Regions from separate parts of the Mus musculus genome. Here region 1 is linked to region 2. Evidence: chromatin contacts called from public HiChIP or PLAC-seq data. All regions are on one chromosome and are shown on one strand. The core of a region is the stretch at or near the end of the contact, and the rest is flanking DNA. Distances in the headings are between cores, read along the strand shown. Region 1 overlaps Cfap20dc (CFAP20 domain containing). Region 2 holds the start of Oit1 (oncoprotein induced transcript 1).

Evidence for each region. HiChIP or PLAC-seq counts read pairs in DNA pulled down with a chosen protein or histone mark.
Region 1: an H3K4me3 HiChIP or PLAC-seq map of intestinal villus epithelium shows a contact between it and region 2, with 6 read pairs. The contact joins the enhancer-like site here to the promoter of Oit1 in region 2. A contact is called at or near these places in 1 of 39 promoter capture datasets (hippocampal neurons), 9 of 484 Hi-C or Micro-C datasets (colon epithelium, embryonic stem cells, morula and 2 more), 3 of 115 datasets of contacts at active chromatin or transcription factors (embryonic stem cells, intestinal crypt epithelium and intestinal villus epithelium) and 2 of 9 other capture datasets (adipose tissue and pancreatic islet).

The regions. Positions count from the first base shown.
Region 1 is chr14:8,427,655-8,434,652 of GRCm38.p6, reverse strand. Cfap20dc (CFAP20 domain containing) reads left to right here. Exons shown (of 16, transcript NM_028934.3): 16 at 2,935-3,481. The coding sequence ends at 3,047. All of the region lies in intron 2 of Gm41095 (a long non-coding RNA gene), which reads right to left. Among named protein-coding and RNA genes, the nearest start is that of Gm46492, 33 kb to the left of the region's middle. Within about 2 kb of position 3,627, at least 21 of the 459 cell types and tissues checked have an H3K27ac peak or open chromatin away from gene starts, as enhancers often do. A contact at or near this core is called in colon epithelium and intestinal villus epithelium, where this site is marked.
Region 2 is chr14:8,375,710-8,382,334 of GRCm38.p6, reverse strand. It overlaps Oit1 (oncoprotein induced transcript 1), which reads left to right and starts at 3,572. Exons shown (of 10, transcript NM_146050.2): 1 at 3,572-3,778. Gm41095 (a long non-coding RNA gene) reads right to left here and starts at 3,230. Exons shown (of 3, transcript XR_874217.2): 1 at 3,194-3,230.

The DNA of each region.
Region 1 (6,998 bases), core at 2,378-4,877, 52 kb before region 2:
ATTCCTCCTTGTTCTGAGCCAAAATGGGCTTCTCCAAAGCCCTCTGGCCTCCTCCTGGAGCCCACCAAGTCCTCTAGACTGCTCATGCCTATGGCCCTCCTCATCTTAAGGCAGGCAGGGCTAATGCCCCCATCACTGAGCCTATTGAATTCCTTACTCCTGACCCCTTAATAGCCTCTGTCATATTCATCAGTAGGTTTTGAAACACGAGAAGTCAGATTTGTTCTGCTTCCAAATTTGATATTTGAAAATGTAGGACACCTTTACATTTTTCTAGTCTGTCTCATGTTTAAGTTCCCAATTAAATGTGTGATTCCACACCCTTCACAAAAACATTAAGCATGGTGCTAAAAGCTAAATTTGGGCATATTAAGATTTTAAAGAGTGTATTTGAGCAGACAAGAACTCATGCATTGGTCACCATCAATCTGCAACCAAGTAGGCTCAAGTGAGAGCAAGAAGACAAGGAAACTTTCATATGTGCCCTGGAAAGCTAGCCCAGGAAGCTGCTTGTGAGAGACTGAGGAGGAAGCTGCTTGTGAGAGACTGAGGAGGAAGCTGCTTGTGAGAGACTGAGGAGGAAGCCAGCTTGAGGATAGGTAGAGAATTTCTCAGCCACGGGGCACAAGTCTGTTTGTTTGTTCTTACATTGAGCTGGGGCTTTGGTGTCTTAATAAGTAGGAACCTGGGCACTCGAGCAAACTCAGATTAACAGCCTGTCAATTCATTTCTGCAACGGGATATGAGAAGGGACACTGAGATTAAGCCGTATTACTTGGCTTTGTCCCAAACTCTGCCTCTGATTCCCTCCAAGCAACCTCAGATGGCCTATTCCCTTTGTAGGCCTCAGCTTCCTCGTCTGCAAAATGAATACCCTAATCCCTGCCTGTTCAACACAGTCGTAATTGTCTAAGGAGCTACTGCAAGAGAAACTGGTTCCAAACCATTAAGGCCTCCTCCAGTGAGGTATCAGTCAGCAGGGCAGATGCATCAGTTTGTCTTAGCCCTAGGACTGTTGGTGTGGAACTCACCGACACACATTCACTACACATGCCCTAAGAACAAACCTGTTTCCTGTAATCTTTTGTGCCTGGCACCCACCTCGGTGTCTGGCTCCAGAAAGGGCTATGTTTTGGGTGGTACAAATGCGATAAGCTGTAGAGTGGCTTCAAAGCCTTGCTCATCATGTGAACATATGCCTGTGGTCCTAACTCCAGTTTACCAGTGTCCTGATAGTGATTGTAACAGCTTGCCCTGATTTTCCTGATAAAATGCCCAGCCTCCCTCCACCACCTGATTATATTGTGAGCATTTAAGATCATGAGATTTTTGTGTTTTGTTTTGTTTTTGAAGTCAGGGTATTGCTGTGGCTAGGCTGGTGTAGAACACATGGCCCTGAACCCCCTGATTATTAAGTTATTATAACAGTTCAGTACCCATCCCAGTAATATAATAGGCTTTTATTTATGCCTTCAAGAAACATTTTGGGGGACTGGAACAATGGCTCAGTTCGTGATGTGCCTGCCACACAAGTACGAGGACCTGAGTTCCAATTGCTACACTCACATAAAAGTCAAGAATGGGAGTTCAGACCTCTATTCCCAGCACTGGGAGGTGAGGATGGCTGGGTCTCTGAGGCTCAGTGGCCAGCCAGTCTAGCCAATCCAGTGAGCTTCCAGTTCAGGGAAGAATACTGTCTCAAAATGTAAGATAGAGAGCCTTGGAGCATGACAACAGCCATTCACCTCCATTCAGTGCATATACACTCAAACACACACACACACACCCATGAACCATGCAGTTTTCCACTGAACCTCTGTCACTGCAGATCTTTTTCATGCTCACTGCCCAAGTCCTTTGAAATCTCAAGCTCACACTTGTCCTTGGTCCTTAGAGAGATGAGCTAACAAAGAGAAAAATGTCCTAAACACCTCTTTTACTCTGTGACTACCCTTATCTTTCTCACTCTGAAGGGAAAACACAGACTTTCTGAAGGAATCAGGACTCGAACGCCAAAGTCTTTAACACCATGCTGGGCACTGAGAGAACCGAGAAAGTATTCTCATAAAACGGTTTTAATTGCATACAACGTATCAGAAACCCTGCTAATGATTTAGGCAATGATGTTCCCTCCACTCAAGCCACCATCTATAACCCCATGGAGCTTAGACCTTCCTACCACTGAGAAAACTACAGCTCACCTAACATTTTCTGCTTTATGGATCTTAACTTTGCAAATGGCATCATTTAAATGCATAGTTTTTTGGTAGCCTTCTTAGAACAAAATGAGTGAAGACTCTATTTTGACTTGAACTCACTGCTCTGCATTGGACACAGTTTCTGGAACTCATGGTACTTGTGTTTTGGATATCATCCTGTGTATCCTGATGCTAATGCATGTGACTCTGCCATTTCATCCTCTTTCCTTCAGGCTCCTCTCTACAGCGTTTTGGGTTTGCTTGTTTCTTCTCATTCTATTTTATTTTATATGTAGGAGTGTTTTGCCTGCATGTCTGTCTATGTTCCATGTGTACAGTGCTCATGGAGGCCAGAAAAAGGTGTTGGATACCATAGGACTAGAGTTACTACAGGAAGTGTGAGCTGCCATACGGGTGCTGAGAATCAAACCTGGGTCCTCTGTAAAAGCAACCAATGTCCTTAACCCTGAGTCATCTCTTCAGCCCCCTATTTACTTTATATCCTTCATTGTGGAGCTGGCCCTTTGGGTCCCTGGCATTTCTTCTCAAACTTAGAGTGCTTGAGTGAATCCAGTAGTTTCTACTGTGGTCCTTCTTTCCAGCCTAACCTTTGCCTGCATAGAGAAAGCTCTTTAGAGAGGTGGTGACCCCACCCTGACTCCCTTCTGGGATTGCACTTACGGAATTCTGGGCCACACCAATGGCTAATGTCTTGGTGGTTTCCCCTTGTCCACAGGTGAAGAGGATCCACGTGTGGAAGAAGACGAGGAAGTGCTGACTCTGTTGTATGACCCATGTCTCAACTGCTACTTTGACCCTCAGACTGGCAAATACTACGAGTTGGTCTAGCTCCTTCATCGTAACAGCAGCGTGAAGTCCACAATGGGCACCGTGACTGGGTGTTGGGCATGGGGGCCCATGGAGTCAAAAGGAATGGAGAGAAGGGCTTTGTAAATAGCATTTAATGTTAAGAACATCTGCATTCTCTTTGTAGCTGAGTGCGTGGCTTTGAAAGTTGTGGAGGAATTAATACAGACACCAGATTTTAGGCTTTGAATTTGTTCTTAGTTGTTCATTCCAGTCCTCTAAGTCTCATTTCGTATACATTATATAAGCAAATTAAGAATTACTCATTCAAATTTTTCCAGTGTTAATCGATAATAAATGATGGCTTGATACACTACAGAAAGTGTATTCTTGTTTAAAAGATGTCTGAAACCTTTTTATGGCGTGTTTGTATTAAAAATAAAGTATAGAGGCCAAGAGAGTGCTTCCTTTTGTTCACCCTGTTGTCCTTACCACATTATTCCTAGGCAAGTTGCCATTGCTTTAACTCCTTGGAACCGTGAGCTGCTCAGACTTATGGATCAGGTTTGTGGGCGTGACCTCACTATGTGCTTTCAGTTCTCGCTCCTCCAGAGCTGGCCAAGTTCACAGCCTTGTTAATCATTAAGCTGCTTTGCACTGTAATTTTCTTTTACTCCTCCTAACTTTTACCACTGATCTTTGAATCTTAACAGTCTCACTCCATGGATCCAGATTTAACAAGGAGTTGCCATCTTAACACCCTTCCATTCCTCACTGCTTCTGTGACCCATGGCTAGAGAGAGCCAGGTGGCTTCCTTTGATCTTTAAGGTACATCAGAGCAGTTCTGCTCTTATCACAGAGTAGGAAGTATACTCATCCCATGTTCAAGTAGACGGCCTTGAGTCATGTGGCAAATACTTTAAGACTGAGAGGGAAAGTTCTTATTAACAGACAGGTTTTGTTATTTCATAAAGGTTTTTGATAAGGAGAACACCGTTAGAAATGGAAAGTTATTGGTGTGTGGATGGATTTAATGGCAGTCCCCTGATTTCATTTAATATTGCTCAATAGAGAAAGTACCTTTTTTCACAAGCAGATTTGGGCTCCTGTCCAAAGGATCATACATTATTTAAAGCCATGTTTGTGCTTGATAAGCTTTTAATCCTTTTTCTCAAATTATACTTTGTTATGAATTTCTCTCTCAAATATCTTCATGTTTACAAAATGAAAATGAATAAAACAAGGCTTCATAGAGCATGCAAAATTGCCAAGGACCGGCCTCTGCTTAGACAAGGGTTCTGAGGAAGGGGTATCTGGAAGCTGCCAGAAAACAACTGGAAGTGAAATCGTGGGTCCAAGTGACAGCCTATGTTCTGCTTGAGACAGCTTTCCAGACAGCTCTCTCTCTCTCAAGACATCTATCTCTTGCAATTCCACACATCTCTCACAAATCAAAAGCCCAGTCTTTTATTCACATATCAATGCAGTCATTACCCAAGTTCCCTTTTGATTGTCCCATGAATCAATATCCCATGACCCCAGCCCCCTGATTCTTAGAAAAGACAGCAAGAACATTTTTTTTAACATTGCAAATGAATTCAGAGACCTGCCTGCCTTGGTAAGCACAGACACTAAGCTAGTTGGTGGGACCTCACTGTGAGATCACCATTCCTATCATGCCTGGGCCTAACCGAGCTCTGTCCCAGGCTGACCTGGTGGATTTGGAAATTCCTTAACTGGACTTCACTTCACTGTATGAAGATTCTGTTGCCTGTTGGAGCCTCCTAGGAGCAGATGCTTGAGTGCTTCATCAACTGCGTCTGACTTGCTTAGTTCCAAGCATAGCCTGGACATTAGGGATTTTTGAAACCATGATTTAGCTTTGCATTCCAGGTTGGGAGTTTCATGAGTGGTTAGTGGCATAGTCTCTGTTTGCTTTCTAATATGTGCCGTCTATAGCTAGGACTAGTGGCTGCAAAGTGGTCACTCAGTATACATCCTAAGGTAATTAGGTATCAGTCTGGTGACTGATTTAGTTTCTTGTTTCCTTTAATCAGAATGCAACTTACAATGATTTATATTTATCAGTCTCTAAATTATTATTGAATTACAGATCCCAGTTAATAGGAATTATGAGAAAGCAACTGTCAGCAATGCACAGTATCACGTCAATGATTCAGTGTCCCTGGAAGTGATGAACACTCTGCCTCCTCCACCCCAGCATCAGCCTCCCTCTCTCCCTGTCCCATTTGTTTTCTATTGAAGGAAATGACTAACATGCATATGCAGACTTTGAGGAAAAGAACTTTGCCATATAGTATCTCTCCATATTTCACAGATTAACTTCATTCAAATCAGTTGTTTCAAGCACATTCTTGGGTTGGGTTTCTTTTTAATATAAACAGTTTTAAGAAACAAGAACAGGGGGTTGGCGAGTTTAAGAGCACTGACTCCTCTTCCAAAGGTCCTGAGTTCAAATCCCAGCAACCACATGGTGGCTCACAACTACCTATAATGAGATCTGACACCCTCTTCTGCTGTGTCTGAAGTCAGCGACAGTGTACTTATATTTAATAATAAATGAATCTTAAGAAAGAAAGAAAGAAAGAAAGAAAGAAAGAAAGAAAGAAAGAAAGAAGGAAGGAAGGAAGGAAGGAAGGAAGGAAGGAAGGAAGGAAGGAAGGAAGGAAAGAAAGAAAGAAAGAAAGAAAGAAAGAAAGAAAGAAAGAAAGAAAGAAAGAAAGAAAGAAAGAAGGAAGGAAGGAAGAACAGTGTCATCACAGAGTACAGAACTCAAAAAAATTAGTTAAAAGAATTCATTTTAAATTGTTCTTTGACTTTAGTTAAAGATCCAACTGTTAGAAGTTTCTGGGCTGTTGTATTTTAAACTGTACAATGACAGGAAACACAGAGGCCCATTTGCTTTGCTCCCTCTGCACACAGTGCCTCTGTCTTCTGAAATTGCTGGAATCTCTTGGAAAACCCTTCTATTAAGGTTGCGGTCTACCATGCCCAGACAGGTCCCCTGAGCTCAGCGCAAAATAGAGGACTCTCTTTCCCAGGAGGGCTTCATCCTCTCTGCCTGACCTTATCTGGGGAGCCTGAATCCCAAACCTGCTACCTGAGAAATATCACATAGTCCTTGGCAGAAATTACAGGCTCAACTTCCTAGAATGCCTTTCCATGCAAATGAGGTACTCCCAGTACCTTAAGCCTGAGCCAATGAATATTTACCCTAAAAAGAAGCCCTTCTCACTCTCCACGGTTTATAACCCGGGCCTCCCTCAAATCAAAAGCACAGGTTATTTCACTGAATATAATCTAAGAGAGCTGTTTCACTGAATACTGTCTAGAAGGCTTGTAACGCTGAAATCAAAGACACCCCCACCACCACCCTGGAACTCACAGCTGGACTCCCGCTACCCCACCTGTTCCAGACTCCCCTTCATCCTTTCCCACTTGGTGTGCATCAGTGCCTGGAAACCCCAGGGAGGAAGGGAATTCACACCATGAAAGTTCAGCATGAGCTATGTCCCTGTGTTTGTGTAGCAGCACCCACATTAGTCATTTTACACTCCAGGTAAGGTGGTCATAGAATTATTGACAAGAAAATTTAATTTTCTCTTTCTCCTAGTAGGCAGGTTGGGATTCAGTCATCTAGTTGGTCATAGCAAGAATGATCAAAGACTACTTCTTTAAGTTTCTGACCTTGCAAATCAGGTTGGAAAGCTAATTTCCCAGAGGCTCTCAGATGCAGAGGGCAGAGTAATCCATGATCCTCACTTCTAGGTGGGTTCCTCTCCCACTTGGAGAACTTCCGGTGAGGATTCCAGTGGTCTGCATGCCATTGGAAGGGCCTTACGTGAACCTTGCCAGGAGCTTGGGAATCTCCATACTCATTATCTCTTACTCTGCATAGTTCTCCCTCAATTGTCAGAGGGGAAACTCATTAGGCTCACAGCCTTGATATGTCAAGGATCCGCATTGCCCAG
Region 2 (6,625 bases), core at 2,323-4,822:
TTGTTGTTATTTTCTTGGGACTGGGTCTCTTTGTAGTGCAGGCTGGCCTTGAACTCACTATGTAATCAAGGAAGTCTGAATTCATCCTCCTGATTACACCACCAAAGGCTGGGATTATAAGCATGTACCACTACACTCAACTTTACAATACCATTACTCCCATTTTCACATGTATTTATCACCCACACCCACTGACACACTCGCATACTCACACACACCTATACACACTCACATACTCCATACATACTCACATACACACTCACATACTCCATACACACTCACACACTCATGTACTCACACACAAGAGAACTCTAAATGCCTAGCTTTGGAAAGTGTAAAACCAAACATGGCACTCTCTAAGTGTGGAAACGAGAAATCATCTCTACAGATCTCCATGACTAGAGGGAAGTGCCTCTGGCACAAGAGAGCAGACAATGCAAAACCTGACCACACCCAGGGCAGGAAGCAACCCAAAGCTGCCCAATCCCAGGGGCATTGCTGGGTTAGTTTCCCTTCATACGAGTGAAGGGGGTTTTCAAACTTTTTCTGATGGGACTATGTTGATTTTAAAACTAAACAAAAACAAATGCAATTTTACCCTAGAGTAGCTTCCCTGAGGCATGGATTGCTGTTGACATGGTCAATGTCCTGAGCCCTTTGGTAACACTAAAAGATGGTGACTTTTCTCACCTTCTTCTCACCACTGACAACATTTGGGCAATAAACAGACATGACAGGAAATGAGTAAACAGCAGAACACCAATTGTGACATTTTTGATACTCCCAGTTCCAAAAAACTTCCTACCCAGTCAGTCTTGACACACGCGGCCCCTGCGTGATCAGTGTTGTCCTCCTCTGAAAGGGAGGTAGGGATGAAAAGATGCAGCTTCCTCTGTCCCTGGACAAGCCAAATGCATAGATGATATTATGCCTCGATCCCAAGTGGAGCCTGACTGAGCATTTCATTCAGGTTGCAGGCTTGGCCAACCTTTTGGCATTGCAATACAACCTTGGCATCTTCAAAGTTCATGCTCAAGAACCAATCAATCAAATCATTTTTTTTAAATGTCAGAAGTATTTATGTAAACTTGGGATTTTATGCTGGGCAGTGTTCATGGCCATCTAGGGCTGCATGCAGCCTGCAGCCTGCAGTCTGCAACCTGCAACCTGGACACGCCTGGAAGGGTATAATGTGTTCTCTGACTCTATGCTCACAGCAACCTTGTAACAAAGGGATTATCCTACTCATAGAAGACAGTGTCGCTATGAAGATGCTTAGAGTAGGCCCTAAAACCATGCAACCCCACAGGGTCACAGTTGCTGACTGGACTGGTCCTTGCCAAATGCCAGCTGTGTGACCAGAACTCATGCTTCATTTGTTATTTGCTGTCTTCACCAGGCACTGTATGAGGCCCAGACAGCATGCTGGTGAACACTGTCAGTATCCCCTGACTGTGTGGACTTCACTTTCCAGTACCACAGGACAGACAAGTGAAACCAGTGCTGGTGTCAGAAAACTGTACCTCAAAATGTGGCAATCTGCCACACTGAGCTGAACAACCTTGGAAACTGGATCCCTTTGACCTTCTTGCTTCTTCCTGAAGTACAGTGTAGCACTTCACTGGTATTCCCCTTCTGAAACAGCTTCTCCTACAGGAAATATAACTACCTTAAACTCCTTGGGACTCTATCCCATAAGGGAATGATGAACCCTGGGAGAAGAGACCAAAAGTCATCACTAAACCCAGCCGGGCTTTGCCTGGACTCCTCACAGGACAGCATGCCTCGGGATATTGCCTGGCAGGCTGTCTGTGTCTGCAGGGAGGCACCTCCTCACCGGTACCACCCACCCCAACCCCATGTTCCTCTTTCCTATGAGAACATTACATTCTGACCCTGCAAATTCTCAAGTTGTGGCTAGCTCCAGTATGCACGTGCATGCTAATAAATGTTTTCTCTTGATATGATGGGTAGGGAAGAGACTGCCTCCTTTTCTGCCCATACAATAGTAATGTTTTCAGGATGTTGCAAATGCTATACACAAAATAAGTTATGACCCTGCTTGTATAGAATGACTCCATACATGGCCCATGTCTTAATTCTGCTACCTGTAAATATGTAGTGTTTCCAAAAAAATCAAAGGTTAAATTTACTTATTCATCTGCTGGTCTCAAGAAAGCCAGGATGATTCAGACTACCCATGTGGGCCCAGTGCCATCCCAGGGGTAGTCCTCAAGATGGAAGAGGGAATGGAGGGTGACTGAGGGACAGAAGGAAGAAAGAATGCTCAGCAAGTGGCAAAGGTGCTGGCTGTAGAGAAGGAAAGAAGTCCCTGGAGGCTCCTGCCTAAGCCCCTGCCTGCTGGCACCTTGATCCTAGGTGAGCACTAGACACATGTTTGAAGCCACCAAGCCTGCAAGTCACTTGTCACAGCATCCCCAAGGCTCTGTCCTTAGAGAAGCTGCCTCACATGTCACCTCTTGCTAGAAGTTTCCGGGGTCACTGAAGTCAGAGCTTCTTGCAAGCTGCACAAGTTTCTACCTTGCCACCATTTTAAATGCTTCGCTTGTTTATTTGCTTTGAGGAAGGTGCCCCCACCCCCATCCCTGAGCCCATGAGGTGTCTGAAGCAACAATATTCAGAACATAAACACATAGCTTCCCCTACTCTGCTGGCCTGAGATGCACACACACACACACACACACACACCAGGGACTGCTCCCTGCTCTTCCCTGACACTATCTCCTGGTATTTGTCTTTATATCCTGACCAGCTGCTGTACCTTACGTCCCAAGATACTCATCCCAAAGGGTCTCACATCGTTTTGGGAAGAAATTGGGGTTAACAGATGGGGAAGCCCTAGCCCCACCCTGACGCAAGTGTATAAGGACCAAAGGTCTTTCTGGACAATAATGCATCCTAAAGAGATATATAAAGAACGTAAGTCTATGTTGGTGACAGAGCCTAGGATGTTAAGTCCCTCCCAGTGAACCTGAGTGGCATATATCGCTTTCACTGTGCTTTTCCCTGCTTCCTCCATCCACCCCATTTTAATCTATAATTCACTGTGCTCCAACCCAAACCCAGACTCCTTCTCCCATGCCACCTCCTCTCCCTGTTGACCCAAGAGCCCCCGTTTCCCTCAGTGGGCTCAGAGCCCTCGAAAGCCCATTCACTGACTCACTACACCTACCTCAACCTCACTCAGGCCCTGGACGGTTTAGCACCGCTTGAGTGGTTTTGTTTTATTATTTGATTTGGGGGTGGGGGGTGGGGGTTCTGCTCCAAAGTTGTTTGTGCTAGCACCCAAGCGTCACCTGGGAAGGCTGGAGCTGCTGTATTTGGAAGAAAACAAGCACAGTCCTGCCCAAGCCCCTACCAGACTTTAGCCTCATTTCCTCTGCTGAGAGCTCTAGATTAAACTTCCTCCTTCCTGGTAAGGTGTTTAACGAGGCAGGGAGGGTTTATGGCAAATCTCTTCCAAGCAGCGCTCAGCATGGGTAGGGCTGGAAGTAGCTACCCTCCCAAGGAGCCCAAGACCTGGCTGGTCACTCCCTCTAGGCAGCTGTATCTAAGAGCAGCCGGCTAGAGAGGGCCAGCACCAGCACCAGCACCAGCACCAGCACCAGCACCACTCCCATCCTGCCAAGAACCAGAAGGCTGCTCTTCAACAGCCAGGCCAGAAAAGCAGTTGGCTGGGTTAAAGACTCAAGCTATCAACAGCTGATCCATCACCTCTTCAACGCGAAGGCAGTGAAGAGTGAGCCCTGAGCCTCAGGTATGTCTCTGCCAGACCAGAGGGGGCTTTACTTCTCGGTCCACATTTTTGAACTAATGATAGAGGCAGGGAAGATGGAAGATGAAGAAGCAGCAAGCCTGAGAAAGAAAGCAAGAGCAGAAAAGGGAAAGAACGCAACTGTAGGCTGCAGTGAGGAGACTGCCTCTGAAGGGATCAATCCCAGCTGACAGAGGGGAACGCTGGTTTATCACTCAGTGCAGGCCATGTTGATTAGTTATGTCTGCTGTGAATACAAAAATAAGATCTAGGGTTCAAAAGCCTGGGATTTGAAACCCACTGTAGCTCACTGTAGATGCTATCCCTAGACCACAGAGAATCTCCACATGTATGAATTCACCTACGTATATGGGCTTCTAAACACACACATTCTAGATGAACATCAAGTTCCACAAATATTTGAATAATGAATAAGGCCAGGATGTTCTCTGGCCACAAATGTCATTTATCTCTGAAAAGGTTGAGCTGAAAGGTTATGACAAAGGTATGTGGTCTTGTGAGATTTCCTGATAACATACTGTCCAGCTAGTTCCTCTCACTAAGATATGTTTTCCTCATCTGGGAAATGGGAATGAGGGGCTGAACATCCTGGCTCAGCGTTAGTTACCTCTTGCCTGTTAGGCATCTGTGGGAGGAATGAGTGAAACAGATAATAGCACCAGCCGCTCTTCATGGGGGGTTGGGTCTCATTATTACTCCGCTCCTGAGAAGGGGAGCCAGAGGCCAGAGAGCCTTCATTCTCCCCGGCAGAATGGCTGCAGAGGCTGTACCCAGGCACTGTGCCCCAGTGCCCTGTAATACAGCTGGTTCTGGAGTGGCCCTGCAGATGGGTCACTCACAGTGGAGCAGGTAAACACACCATTGTTTTGGCCAGAAAGCAAAAAACAACCTGTGGGGGACCATCATTATCAAATCAATTTTGTTACATGTTGGGAAGATAGCCTGAGAGTTAGGGACAACAGACTTCTCTCGGGAGGTTAATTTGGCTAAGGCAGTGTGGAATTAGGTGGGAATTAGGGGCCCTGCAGACCAGAAGTGAGATTTGAGGTGTCCCATCCAGGTTCAACACAGTTGTAGGGGAGGGTTTGACTTTGCCAGTTGATCCATCTGTGTCTGCTGAGCTACACCTAGAGCTATGCTTGGAGCCTTCTCTCGTGCGTATCATTCACATAGCCTTTTCTGAGCTTAGGCCTTGGCAGCAAGCTGTCCCAGTTGCTTGCTATATCCCAGTAGGACTTTGGGGATCTGCAGAGCTGAGTAGCCTAACCTGCTCACGGACTCTTTGGCACTTTTTCCATGGTGGAGGATATCTGAAGTCACTGCTTGGCAACACTTCCTTAGGCTGAAGCAGCCATTCCTCCTGGGGTGAAAGCTGTGTCTGATGGAGGTGTGGACAGCCAGTAAGAGGACTGACTGACTGTTGCTTGGAGAAGATGCTGAAACCTCCTATGGCTGATACCAATCCTTTGCTTTTGGAAGCTCTCAAAGGCAGGTGGGAACTCTGAATCAGTTTCCTCCCCAGAAACCAGACAAGAGACCCAAAGTCACTGAGAGAGCTCCTGTGCCCTCAGCATTTGGATCACACCTCGGCCTTTTGGTCAGCCGTGTCACCTTGGGCCAGGTACTTCATATTCTGTACTTGTCTAAACCTCTCTCTCTCCAAAGAATGAGTCATCTGTGTTATGGTAGATAAACACAATCCATTTATATGTTGGAATTAGTATTTTGGTTTATATCTTTTCAAAAATAATGGCACATTAGCAGATTCCTGGAGGCTTACATGTGTAAATTAGCCAAGTCAATAATGCCAAGCACCTGCCATGGGGCTGGCGTGGAGCAGGTGAACTCACAGGTTGGCGCTCTTATTGATGTTCAGTGCCTGTTGTACCCTAGGTACTAGGTGCGTATGGCTAAAAGCCATAAGGCATTTAGCTATCTCAGGAAGTTCACAGTCCATCTGAAGAGTCACGCAGAAGACTGGGAATAAAATAGGCCATGACCCTACAAGAGATGTATTTTATGGGTCAGTTTTCTGTCTCAACTTACCCAAGAAGAAAGGTTTATTTGGGTTCATGTTTTTATCCCATTGCTGTTAATTGGATCAGGGACCATGGTGTAGCAGGGCATCACAGTGTGGTTCATGCAATGTGGCAAAGCTGCTGGCTTCATGGGGACTAGAGCGAGAAGGGAAAGCATTACGGTAAGGGGTGGAGACATGATGAACCCCTCAAGGTTGTACCTTCATGAACTATGCCTTTCAACTAGGCTCCACCTCTTAAAGTGTCTACTACTTTCTAATAGCTCATTAAGCTATGAACTCAACAGATTAGTCTAGGCCTGAGGTTAGAACTCTCATGATCCAATCACTCCCAGAGGACCCACCACTGAGCACTGCTGCACGGGACCCAAGCATGTGAGCTTTGGGAGGACATCTCTTAGGTAAACCACAACAGAAGTCTGCCTGCCCATGGCACCATGCCAAGGACTTAGATCTCCCATAGCTATTCCCTCAGTGAAGGTAGTGGCAGCAGGGTGGCTTCAGAAGAGATGGCATCAAAAGGAAGCTGTTGATGAAGACATGAGGAGCTGGCCTGATTCTATCAGCCCTGTTGGGGATTATAGTGATCAAATTCTGGAGGGGAGGAGACAGGAGTTTAACTTGAGACTTTTGCAACTATGTAAACGGGAAAACCTTTGTGTTTTAGGTAGGACTCAGGTGCCAGTGGGGGGAAAAAAAAGACATACATTGGCATGTAGAATGGAGAAGTCTGGGGATGACTATGAGACTCCTAGGAGTCTGTCTCCAAGTTGCTATATCCTCCTGCAAGC